Regions from separate parts of the Sus scrofa genome. Here regions 1 and 2 are each linked to region 3. A link is a contact called in public Hi-C and HiChIP or PLAC-seq data. All regions are on one chromosome and are shown on one strand. The core of a region is the stretch at or near the end of the contact, and the rest is flanking DNA. Distances in the headings are between cores, read along the strand shown. Region 1 holds the start of ZDHHC19 (probable palmitoyltransferase ZDHHC19). Region 2 has its middle 20 kb from the start of ZDHHC19. Region 3 holds the start of TNK2 (activated CDC42 kinase 1).

Evidence for each region. Hi-C and Micro-C count contacts between places; a contact is called where the count stands out from the background. HiChIP or PLAC-seq counts read pairs in DNA pulled down with a chosen protein or histone mark.
Region 1: an H3K27ac HiChIP or PLAC-seq map of alveolar macrophages shows a contact between it and region 3. The contact joins the promoter of ZDHHC19 here to the promoter of TNK2 in region 3. A contact is called at or near these places in 2 of 5 promoter capture datasets (fetal skeletal muscle and liver), 4 of 47 Hi-C or Micro-C datasets (fetal heart ventricle, fetal liver, liver and 1 more) and 2 of 2 datasets of contacts at active chromatin or transcription factors (alveolar macrophages and skeletal muscle).
Region 2: a Hi-C map of liver shows a contact between it and region 3, with 2.1 times the contacts expected there. The contact joins the enhancer-like site here to the promoter of TNK2 in region 3. A contact is called at or near these places in 2 of 5 promoter capture datasets (fetal skeletal muscle and liver), 9 of 47 Hi-C or Micro-C datasets (alveolar macrophages, blood, embryonic fibroblasts and 4 more) and 2 of 2 datasets of contacts at active chromatin or transcription factors (alveolar macrophages and skeletal muscle).

The regions. Positions count from the first base shown.
Region 1 is chr13:133,871,716-133,875,826 of Sscrofa11.1, reverse strand. It overlaps ZDHHC19 (probable palmitoyltransferase ZDHHC19), which reads right to left and starts at 2,755. Exons shown (of 7, transcript XM_021070166.1): 1 at 39-2,755. The coding sequence starts at 319.
Region 2 is chr13:133,890,736-133,894,561 of Sscrofa11.1, reverse strand. No RefSeq gene overlaps it. Among named protein-coding and RNA genes, the nearest start is that of ZDHHC19, 20 kb to the right of the region's middle. Within about 2 kb of position 1,786, at least 24 of the 83 cell types and tissues checked have an H3K27ac peak or open chromatin away from gene starts, as enhancers often do. A contact at or near this core is called in alveolar macrophages, liver and skeletal muscle, where this site is marked.
Region 3 is chr13:134,080,670-134,084,747 of Sscrofa11.1, reverse strand. It overlaps TNK2 (activated CDC42 kinase 1), which reads right to left and starts at 2,482. Exons shown (of 13, transcript XM_021070192.1): 1 at 2,007-2,482. It also overlaps the pseudogene LOC106505774.

The sequences.
Region 1 (4,111 bases), core at 1,506-4,005, 210 kb after region 3:
GTAAGGATCCTCGCTGCCAGTTTGTATGGGAGACTCACGGGAATGCGAAGAAGAGGCCACTGAAAGTGATCAGCAGCACCACGTTGAAAGCGGCAAACAAGCTTGGGAGCAGCCAGGGGAGGGGGGCCTGAGGTGGGGAGTGGGGCTCCTTCACAAGGGGCATGGCATCCTTCACGAGCGGCATGGCTGGACCTCCCGTGCACCCAGGGGAGATCAGAGACAGTAGGCTCCTTCCCCTCTGCCGGTTCCAGGAGCTCCATGCCACAGCAGCCTCGGAAGCACAGCCCAGGGTGGAAAGAAAGAAGCCCCAGTGTGACATCACAGAGGCCGAGGAGAATGGGGGCGAGGGGCTCTCCAGTAGAACCGTCTGCAGCCTGTGACTGTCACTTCCAACAGCAACCCCCACACATACTGGTACTAGGGCCTGAGAGGTCCTGTCGCTGGGAGGTCAGTTTGGAGAACACATGACATTAGAGAAACACATGGTGGGGAGAGAGTAGCTGATTCTACTCGCCGTTTAGGTTTGGTGCTAATTGAAGAAAACGGTGTTCGTTATTCTAGCTTCATTTTTTCCATTTCGTCATTACAAAATCGCACTTTGCAGGAGGAGGCAGCTAAATTGTCCCTCGTTTCCAGGGTTGGCTTCATGATACAATTCTGGTCAATGAGACATAAGTGGATGTTTCTAGAAAGGCTTTTGCTTTCCTGATAAAAGGGAAAAGGACACAGTTGGTACAGCTCTGTCCCTTTCTTCCTGTTTTGAACCTAAACATGCTGGCGGGGTCCACCTTGACCCATTAGGCAATAAGTCGACATGGGGCACAGACAGAATGACACTGATGATACTGAGTCACTGCCCCAGCCTTGAACTCTCTCCCTCTGAGTTGCTTATTATGTGAGAAAATAACTGGGGTTTCTGTTACATATAGCTGATGTTTGTCATTTGTTTTAGCTAGTGAGCGTCAGAACCACTCTGTATTTGGAGGATTCCCACACTATAAGCTTTTTGTTTGTCTGTCTGTCTGTTTTGGCTGTACCCACGGCATATGGAAGTTCCCGGGCCAGGGATCAAATCTGAGCTGCAGCTGTGACCTATGCCACAGCTGTGGAGACACGGGATTCTTAACCCACTGCATCACAAGGGAAATTCCTTGTTTGTTTTTGTTTTGTTTATTTATTTGGGGTTTTGAAGGGTTTTGTATAGAATAGCATTTAAATGGCCCCAAAATCATCAACCAACAAGCAGTAGTCTAGAACAGCTTAAAACTGAAGGGGAAATCAATAAGTTTGACAAAATGGTAGACTCTTCAAAAAATAATGGCCTAAGAGTTCCCACTGTGGTACAGTGGGTTAATGACCTGGCTTGACTCTGTGGAGGTACTGGTATGATGCCCAGCCTGGTGCAGTGGGTGAAGAATCCAGTGTTGCTGCAGCTGTGGCATTGGTCACAGCTCTGGCTTGGATTTGATCCCTGGCCTGGGAACTTCCATATGCTGTGGTTGTCGCTGAAAAAGGAAAAAAAAAAAAAAGAATGGCCTAGCCAAATGATATTTTAAAATATAATATAGTGCCAAAAAATTAACGACTTCATTTTACTTCAAGGACTTATAGCACATACTTCATCAACTATTTCCCTGATGATTTATCACAGTTGGCTCTTCCTATGGCTAAAAACTACCTTTTAGACTGGAACATATCCTTCATGATGCAAAGATATTATTTGACTCTGATTATTTTATCTTTCTGTGATATTCTAGAGATTAGTCTGATGGACTATTGAGACATATGTGGACTATATCGATGGAACTTGTGTGTGGGAAAAAAAATGTTAAATCAAAAATTTAAAAGCTGGACCCAAAAGAAAATCTGCACATTGATTACAACTATGTAAAAGTATTATATACATTAGCAAAGAATAAAAATAAATTTGGAAGGTAATTATCTAGTGTTCATTAGGAGTGTGTGTGTGTGTGTGTGTGTGTGTGTAAAGTTTGATTTATAATACTTAAAAATAAAAAGTATCCTAGAAGGAAAAGTGCCCAGACCAAAAAAAAAAAAAAGAATGGCCTATGCCTTCACTGGTAAATTATACTCAAAGTTAACCAGGGAACGCCAGCCCTTCTCAAAAAAGAAGAAAGAGCACTTCCTAACTCATTATATGAAGTTAATATTACCATATCAAATCCAGATGAAGACATTAAACACACAAACACACACACAAAACAGACCAATATCCTTCATGAATATAGATACAAAAATCCTCAGCAAAATACTAGCAAGCTGAATCCTGCATCACATTAAAAGAATTACATGCCATGACCAACTGAGATTTAGTCCAAGAATGCAAGATTGCCTCAACATACAAAAATCAATGTCTGCTTCATATTAATAGAATGAAGGGAAAAAAACAACAACACAATCATCTCAATGCAGAAAATACATCTGGCAGAACCCTTTTATGATTCCTCAGCAGACTAGGAATAGAAGAGAACTTCCTCAACTTGATGAAGGGAATTAATGAAAAACCCACAGCTAGCATACTTAATAGTGAAAGACTAAAAACTTTCCCTGTTAGATGAGAAAGAAAATAAGTACACTTGCTTCTGCCACGTCTATTTAACATTGTTCTAGAAGTTCTAGCTAGAAAAATTAGGCAAGAAAAAGAATAAGAGCATCCACATTGGAAAGAAAGAAGTAAAACTATCTCCATTTGCAGATGACATGACCTTGTATATAGAAAACCCTAAAGAATACACACACACTCACACACACACATGCACACACACACACTCAGAGTTAATAAATGAGTTCAGCAAAATGGCAGCCAAAAAATGGAAACAACTCAAATGTCCATTAGCTGATAAATAAATGAGTTAGCTGATAAAACAAAAATTGTATGTCCATACAATGGAATATTACTCATCCATAAAAGGAGGTAGTGAGACATGCTACAATATGGATAAACCTTGAAAACATTACGCTAGATGAAAGAAGTCCAATATAAAAGGCCACACACTGTATGATTTTATATAGATGAAATGTCCAGAACAGACAAATCCTTAGAGATAGAAAGTAGATTAATGGTTGCCAGGGGATGGGAGGAAAGAGGAATTGGGAAGTATGAGTTTTCTTTGGGGGTATGAAAATATTGTGCAATTAGATTAATGGTTTGCAGCACTATTTACAATAGCCAAAACATGGAAACAACCTAAATGTCCATCGACAGAGGAGTGGATCCAGAAGATGTGGTACATATACACAATGGAATATTACTCAGCCATCAAAAAGAACGAAATACCAGCATTTTTAGCAACATGGATGGACCTAGAAACGATCATGCTAAGTCAGCCATACAATGAGACACCAACATCAAATGCTTTCACTGACATGTGGAATCTGAAAAAAGGACAGATGAAACTTCTTTGCAGAACAGATGCTGACTCACAGACATTGAAAAATTTATGGTCTCCGGAGGAGACAGTTTGGGGGGTGGGGGGATGTGCTTGGGCTGTGGAGTGGAAATCCTGTGAAATCAGATTGTTATGATCATTATACAACTACAGATGTGATAAATTCTTTTGAGTAATAAAAAAAAAGAAAAAAATTAGATTAATGGTGATGGTTGCACAACATTATGAATGTACTAAAAACCATTGAATTATACACTTATGTGTTATGTGAATGTTACATTACATGAATTTTATCTCAATAAGAAATTTTATAAAAGAGAGAGGACCTTTAAATATCAAATGATGGAGGACCCCTGAGGAAAGCTGATGAAATTCATGGTTTGTTTATTTTTTCTTTCAAAAATGACCCTTAGGAGTTCCCGTTGTGACTCAGTGGTGACAAACCCGAATAGTATCTATAAGAATGCAGGTTCCATCCCTAGCCCTGCTCAGTGGGTTAAGGATCCGGCATTGCTGTGAGCTGTGGTATGGGTCACAGATGTGGCTCAGATCTGGCTTGCTACGCTGTGGTGTAGGCCGGCAGCTACAGCTCAGATTGGACCCCTAGCCTGGGAATTTCCATATGCTGCAAGTGTGGCCCTAAAAAGACAAAAAGAAAAAAAAAATGATCCTTACACTGAGAAAGTCAAAACTGAAGGAAT
Region 2 (3,826 bases), core at 537-3,036, 190 kb after region 3:
GTGGTTAAGGAATCCGACTAGGAACCGTGAGGTTGCAGGTTCAACCCCTGGCCTTGCTCAGTGGGTTAACAATCCGGCGTTGCCGTGAGCTGTGGTGTAGGTCACAGATGTGGCTTGGATCCCACATTGCTGTGGCTGTGGTGTAGGCCAGCAGCTACAGCTCCAATTAGACCCCTAGCCTGGGAACTCCATATGCCACGGGAGTGGCCCTAGGAAAGGTAAAAAGACAAAAAAAAAAAATAGTATGACTTAAATAATACAGCATAATTTTAAATGAAATTATGCATGAACACATTCTCTTTTTTTTTTTGGTCATGCCCATGGCATGCAGAAGTTGCCGGGGCAGGGATAAAACCACACCACAGCTATAACCAGAGTCGCAGCAGTGACATCAGATCCTTAACCTGCTAAGCCACCAGGGAACTCCAACACATTCTTTTTAAAATTAATTTTATTACCTCCTGGATATGTTGTGGTTATTCAGTGTTTCTTGAATGAATGAATGAATGGATGGATGGATTTTTATTCCCACCATCACAGTCCAGGCCTGTCTTTTCATCAGCTTCTCCCTGGATGACAGGAACAAGCCTTTGATTGGTCCCCTCCTCTGGATGCGCCTTCCCTCAGTGTCCTTCCTCTCCACACCCACCCAGTCCTGTCACACTTACAGAAGGGACCTCTCATTTGCAAGGAGGGCAAACGAGGCGGCTCAGAGGATTTCTCCTGCTCCTCTCACGATCAAGGCTGGCCTCGGAACACACAGCTGCCCTCTCCCCTGGGTCCAGACCCCGGCGCCCTGCTCAGTGCTTCCTCATTCTAACAAGTGCTTCTCTCATTCAATGGCTGCCTTTGCCTTTGCTTTTTCTCTCCTTTCCCCCTGCTGCTGGGTCTTGGAAAGGTCTCGAGTCTCTGATGGGAGGTCAAGGGAATCATTCAGTTAGAAAATTGAGGCCATTTCGATGGGGGAATCTTTTCACAGCATCTACATACAGCAAATCATCATGCTCTATATCTTAAAGATCTTACAATTTTATTTGTCAGTTATGCCCTAATAAAGCTGAAGAAAGGAATATTAAGGCCAAAGGCTAAGACACCAGCAGGGTCTGAGGGCCAGAAGATAGACTGGAGGACGCTGAGTGAGTTCCCCAAGAGGGGCATATCCCAAGGATGGGGCTTGGGGGATTTTGCAGCAGGAGGTGAGAGAAAGACAGACGTCTGTCTGATCCTTGAGCTTGAGGTAGAGAGAGAGTTCAACAAAGAGGGTGAGGCCAGCAGCAGGAATGCCGCTGAGGATGGAGGAACCACGAGTCGCCTTCCGTGGCTGAGGTGGACGTGCTCCACGGCCCCTGGGAGCAGGGCTTGGGGCCTGGCTGTGACCAGAGGCCCTTAGGCTGGATCTGGTGCTGCGGAACCTCCTGGTGAGGCTGGACGGTGAACCTGGAAGGGTGTGGACCCTCCATCAAACCCCAGGGACAAGTGCCCGAGACCCCACTGAGCAGAAACAGGGTGGGACGGAAACCAAACAAAATGCTCCTTTAAAGCCACCTGAAATCCATGTTTCAGGAATGTTTGATTTGGGGCTTCTCTTTCCTGCCGCCGGATATGTAAAGAAAACAAATCTTTAAAGCTTCAACTCCAAAGAAAGAGCCCTCTGTGTGCCTAGTTATGGCCCCTGCTTCAGGAACAAGCCTCTTTTCCTCTTTGGCCGGGACTGTATCCAAGGCAGATAATGCCCCTGGGTGCAGCCCCAGTGTCTGCCAAGAGTTCAGAGGAGAGCTGGCACAACCAGACCTCGAGGCCTTCCAGAGGCTTCCGCACCAGGGGCCTGAGGTGGCTGACAGATGGGGATACCTCTGGGGAGTTGAGAGGGCCACACCCCTGCCCCAACCCAGGTCTGGCTGCTCTTCCCCTAGAGACAGATACTTGGTGGGGGAAAGAGGGAGCTGAGACATCACCCCCTCCTCATCCCTGGCCACTTCCACATGATCTAAATCAGAGCCTGCAAAAAGGGCAGGGGAATGGAGCCAGAGGGACAGGGACTTGCTCATGCCAGGCTTCCCAAGCCCGAGTCCGGCCCTCCCACTGCGCCCTTTACAGCAGCCCCGCACCCACGGGGCTGCGGCCGGTGTGAAGAAGTGAGAGTCTGGAGCGCCTTCCCTTCGTGCACTGTGTCATCACACAAGCACCCAAGTTTCCCTTCTGCAGATGTGGCTCGGAGAGACTAGGGACTTTTCTGGAGCCACAGCCCCAGGAAGCAACCACGGCTGCTTTGCAAACCGGGCCTCCTAATGCCCAGTCTTGGCATCCCACTGCCTGGCCAGGAAAAGGGCAGGCAGGAGAGTGTCTTTCCATGTCGTGTTTGTCAGGGCTGAGGAACAGATATCTGGGAACTCCTGGGCAGGGTCTTTCCCAGCCCAGGCGGCCAAGGGTCCTGCCCAGGGGTCGGTACTCTTGTTTGATGACCTAATGTCCCCTCTGCTACTACAGGACAGACGAGGTTCAGGCAAAGGACGCTAATGATTCATCAAATAAGCCCTGCCTGGGGCCCGGTCTACCTCAGGGCTTGCGTCCAGACCAGGGACCCTCCCCTTTCGCCACTAAGAAATGGACTCCCAGGAGGGCAGGGCAGGAATAGCCCTGAGGACCCTCTGGAAAACTTGGTCGTTGCAGAGAGGGAGATGAAGGCTGGAGGGCTGTCTAAGGGCACGTCCACAAAAGTAAGAGCAGCACCTTCCCCGCAAACCATTTTGAAGATTAAATGAGATAAGACAAGGGATTTCCTGTTGTGGCAAAATGGAATCGGCAGCGTTTCTGGAGCACCGGGACGCAGGTTCGATCCCTGGCCCGGCACAGTGGGTTAAGAATCCGGCATTGCTGCAGCTGCAGCATAGGTCGCAACCGTGTATCAGATCTGATCCCTGTCCAGGAACTCCGTATGCCAAGGGCGCAGCCCCCCACCCTCAAATAAGTATAAATGAGATAATAAAAGCCCAGCACTTAGCCCACAGTTAGCATTCAAACCAGTCCTGGTATTGTCATCACTTTTGTGATTTTGCCCACGGAAGCCAAGTTCCCAGGCCTCCAGGAGAAGAAAGAGTGCACTCCCTGCTCCAGCCCAGGCCTCCGATCCACCTGGCGCCTCACCGTGGGGTGGAAAGGGCCGAGAAGCAGGAGGCTGAGGACCCAGCCTGCCTGGCCTCTCCTTGGCTACCTGACCCTGGAGACAAGCCCAGCCGAACCTCTCCCCCAGCATCTGTGCCTTGATGCTCTTCTCACTGAGAAATAAGCTAGATATTCAGTGTGGGAATTTCCAATTTCAGCAGCAAAACTGTCCCGACCCGAAGCAGCTGGGGAAAAGCGTGTGCCTGGCGCAGAGGGGGAAGCCCCGGTCAGAGACAGACAAAGGCAGCCTGTGCCAGCCCTGCCTCTGTCCTGGCCCAGAGTTCTAGAAGGTTCCATGCCCAGGCCCAAGGGCTTCCAAGAATCACAGTTGAAAGTTATTACTTGAAAGCTGTCAGACAGTCTACTTGGTGTTCCTGGAAGCTGTGGTCCGGGGAAGGTGATGAGGGATGGGCCGAGAGGGCCGGGGCGAGTGAGCAAAGCAGAGCATGGAAGACGCTGCAATGAGGAAGAAGAGGCGGAGGAACAAGCGAGAGGGGAGACCGAGAGGAAAGGGGGGAGCAGGTGAGGCAGAGACAGCCGCAGACAGACGGGGACACACAGGGAGGCCACAGAGAGAGGATGGCTCCAAGCAAGGCCAGTTCACAGGGCTCAGATGATCACAGCTTTGGCTACTTTTAGCCTGGGACACTGCCAGGCCTAGAAA
Region 3 (4,078 bases), core at 1,233-3,732:
TGTTCCATTTACCATATATCAGTATACCTCAATAAAGCTGTTATGAAAAACAAAAAAGCAGAGTTCCTTTTGTGGCTCAGCAGTAATGAACCTGAGTAGTATCCATGAGGTTGCAGGTTCGATCCATGGCCTCGCTCAGTGGATTAAGGATGGTGCTGCCAAGAACTGTGGTCAGACATGGTTTGGATCTGGTGTTGCTGTGGCTGTGGCAGGCCAGCAGCTGCAGCTCTGATTCAACCCCTAGTCGGGAACTTCCATATGCCGCACTTGCGGCCCCAAGTTTAAAAAACAAAACAAAACAAAAAATCATCTTCCAGATTAGAGCAAAGGGCAGGAGGATAATCATGGGCTTAAGAGCCAGAGGAAAAGGTCTGGGGGCACCGACCCCTCCTCCCCATTATCTGCCAGCCTCAGCTCCCAGGAAGGTGGACACTAGGCTGGCAAAGCAGGGTCTGAGCCCCCTGCACTCAGGACAGTGGAGGGAAAACCACAGTCCACCTCACAGATAAGGAAACTGAAGCCCAGAGACATTACCCTGCCTTAGAAGGTTACACAGCTACTAAGTGGTCTAAATCCAGATCTGCCAAAGTCCTCCTTCTCTTCATCTACCACAAATTCAAGAACCAACCTGAAATAGGGTGAAGATGCGTGCTGTGTTCAAAACAATTCTCTCCACTGAAGCCCAAGTGCCAGAACAAGTCTGGCCATCCCAGAAGAGCCAGACACCGTGGACACAGCAGCTGAACTTCCGGTGCCTGAGTGTTTGGCGTGGCAGGATGACAGGCAGGCGTGGGAAGAAGCTGTCGGTCAAGTTTGCGTATGCATGGGAAGCAGGCTAACCGGCTCCTCCAGCAGAGTCGCCACAGCTGCCTGCCTAGAATGCCACCACCACTGTCTCTGGCCCGAGAGAAAAGGACCAGCTCCACCCAGTCCAGCTGGGACAGGGGTCTGGGTCCATCTGACTCAGAGCCACTCCTTGGGCTGGGGGAGAGATGGGTCTCAGCTAAGGCCCTGAGACAGAGAGCAACTCTGCACCCACTCCTCCCGCAGGGCTAGAGAAGCAAGAACCCAGACAGGGCCAGGTAAGAGGTGAACAGCCCTAGGAAGATGAGGCCCACAAGTGGCCGACCAAGCCCATATGGGGCAGGAGCGAACAGGCTTGGCATCCAGGCCATGAGGGTCAAGAGGAAGCCAAATTTAGCCCCCACTCCTGTAAGCCCCACCTCTAAGCTGGGCTGGGAGCTGGCCCTGGCTGGTAAGGAACCCATAATGCCACAGCTGTCCATGTGGCCACCTCTACGGGGGTGGGCTGGGTCTGAGCCACAGAGGATGCCCAGAGTTGAGCACTGCAGATACCCTTTCCTCTCCCACACTTTCAGGTTGTGGTCCTCACCACCAGCAGCTCTTCGCCCTTTGGCCCACTATTCATCCTTGGCTCTGGGCCCTCAGTATTAATCAAATGTGACAAGAGGTGTGGCGGGAGCAGGTCAGGCTCGTGCCCAAGTCACTGGCTGCCACACTCATATCTCAGCTCACGTGGCCGACAGGGTTACAAGATAAGGTCCTCATAATGCAATGCTGCCCCTTCCCTTTTTTGGAACGTGTTTTGAGGACCTGAGGCAGCCTGTGCTGATTGCACCACCCCAGCTATGGCATGGAGGCACCCCTACCTCCACTGGTAGACTGGTGAAGGGGTGACTACCTCCTCTACAGCCTCAGCCTGGGGCTACTCCTCTCTTCCTCTGCCCAGGCCTGGCAGCCACCCAGACAGTCTCGCCACCAGTCTAGACTCTAAGGAAATGTCCCATCACTCCAGTTGGCATATACAGTACTGGGGGGAGGGGTCCTGCCTTGCTGTTGAAAACTGCACTGCTTCCTTCCTTGCCAGGTTTAAACACCGAGAAATAAAAAAAGGCAGTTTGGAGACCACGTTCTCCTGAGATAACTGCAGCCCCCTCCTTCCAAACACAATAATTCCAGCTGAGAAGAGAACTGGGCTTCCTTACCTGCTGCCTTCCACTGGCTCTCTTCAGACACAGCTTCTATGATGACCCGGCTGAGGCAGAAAAGGACCCAGCAGGACACTGCCTGCTATCCGACAGTGGCTTCCAAAGCTCCGAGGTTCTGCTGCCCACTCCCCAAACCCCTACATTCTTCGCTCACTTCGGCCCTGCCCGACCCTGGTGCTGAGCAGCCAGCCTCTGGGTTACCACCTCTCCTCCTCCTGCGCCTCCGGATTCTGTGTCCCTCAGGGGGCTCTTCTCCCTCCTGAGACCCCTTTCCGTCCAAGTATGTTTCCTGGACAGCCCGCACCACCTGCCCCTCCTGCACCCCAGGCAGCCAATTTGCTTCCTGCACCCCGAGGCGTCCCTCTCCCTCAGGCCCCCGGGGCCCCACTGGCCGGGCCCTCCCCACCACCTCCAGTCTCCTGCGTCGTGCCGGGGCTGCTCCGAGGACCACTGCCTCCCGTCTGAGATGCCCGCAGCTCTCCCAGTTCTGCTCCCCCAGCTCTCCGGAACTTTCAAGCTCCTCTCTGCGCTCCCAGGAGCGGTCCCCGAACTCGGACAGCTGCTCGGGCTGCTGCAGCAGCCTGCGTGGGCTCCCCTCCCCCCGTTCCTGCACCCCGGTGCGGGCCTCCCCCCGCTCCTGCACTGCGGGGCTGCCTCCCCCCTTCTCCTGGTGTTGCTTGCGGGGCCCCAGCCCCTCCTCCTGCACCACAGGCCAGCTCGCGGAGCCCGTCCACCGCGGAGGGTTCCTCCAGTCCGCGCCGTCCGGCGGCCCCCACACCACCCCAGGCTGGGCTCGTGGCCCCGGCCGCCCCGCTCCTGCACCCCCGGGCCCACCCCGCCCTCCTCCTGCACGACCGGACCCACGCCCCCCTGCTCCTCCACGCCGAGCTTCAGCCCGCGAAGCTGCTGCGGGCCCCAGCTAAGAACCCCGACCCGCTGCGGCTGTTGCTCCGGCAGCGCCGGGCTAAGCCCGCCGCGCTCCTCCTGCGCGCCCCGCCTGGGACCCCCCGCTGGCACTGCCCAGCGCACTCGCCTGCCCCCCAGAGGCCGCGCGGTCCCGCCCCTCCAGATGGTGCTGCCCTCCGCGCCCGCTTACAACGGCCCCCACCCGCCTCCTTCCGCCCCGTCCCCCGGGGAGGGGGCTGCGGGGCCGCGTTCTCTCCCGCTCAGCTCCCACGTCCCGGTCCCGGCCCCCAGCCCTAGCTTTTGGGCGTCAACGTCCGCCCGCCGGGCGCAGCGCCCTGCGCCGGCCCCCGCAGGTGCTGCGGCCCCGCGCGCCGGCCCGAGAGCCAGGAGCGCCCGCCCTCCTGCCGGAGTTCCTGGAGCCCGCCTGCGCCTGCGCCGCCCCAGGGGGGCGGAGCCCCGAAGGGTTGGCCCTCCCCCTTAAGGGGCCCTGTCCAGTTTACGCCTCCCTCTCCCCGGTCCCTAGTCCGCTCCCGCTCCCGCTTCATCCCTCCAGAGGTCCTGCTTGAACCTTCCTGTGGAGCAGAGGGAGAAGAGGTGAAGGGAGGAGTTCGCATTGAGAGATGTAGTCAACCAGGCCTATCGGAGGAGCACTGAAATAGGAGTCTCGAATTCTAAGTAGTTCAGCTACTGCTGAGTTGCCATTTGACAGTATAAAAAATTACTTCCCTCTGGCATCAGTTGCCTTGTTTTCCAAAATGAGAAGGCTGGATTGAAGAGTTTCCAGGGTCCCAATCCAGTGAGTGTTTTACTGCAGAGAACTCTAGTCCTAATCTCTCAGCAGCAGCCCAGAGGCTTATGAACCTGGGCTGGCCCTACTCTTTCCCTGGGGCCCAGGGAGAGGCCTATAACAGGCTTAGGCCTGGGGCACTTCCTGTTGGGTATACAGGTAGAAAGAGTCCCAGGCAAAGGGGGACTTCCTCCCTCCTCACTGTGTCCTCTTGGGCCTATGCCCTGAAAGGAGGAGAAAATTCAGAGCTCCTCTCTGGGAGAGTGAGAGTGCAGCCTGCAGGCTCAGATCCTAGCACAGCTGGAGGTGGTGAAGCTTCGAACCCAAAGGCTTAGGGCAACTTGGCCCTGTTATTATTTGTACCTTATCTATAAAA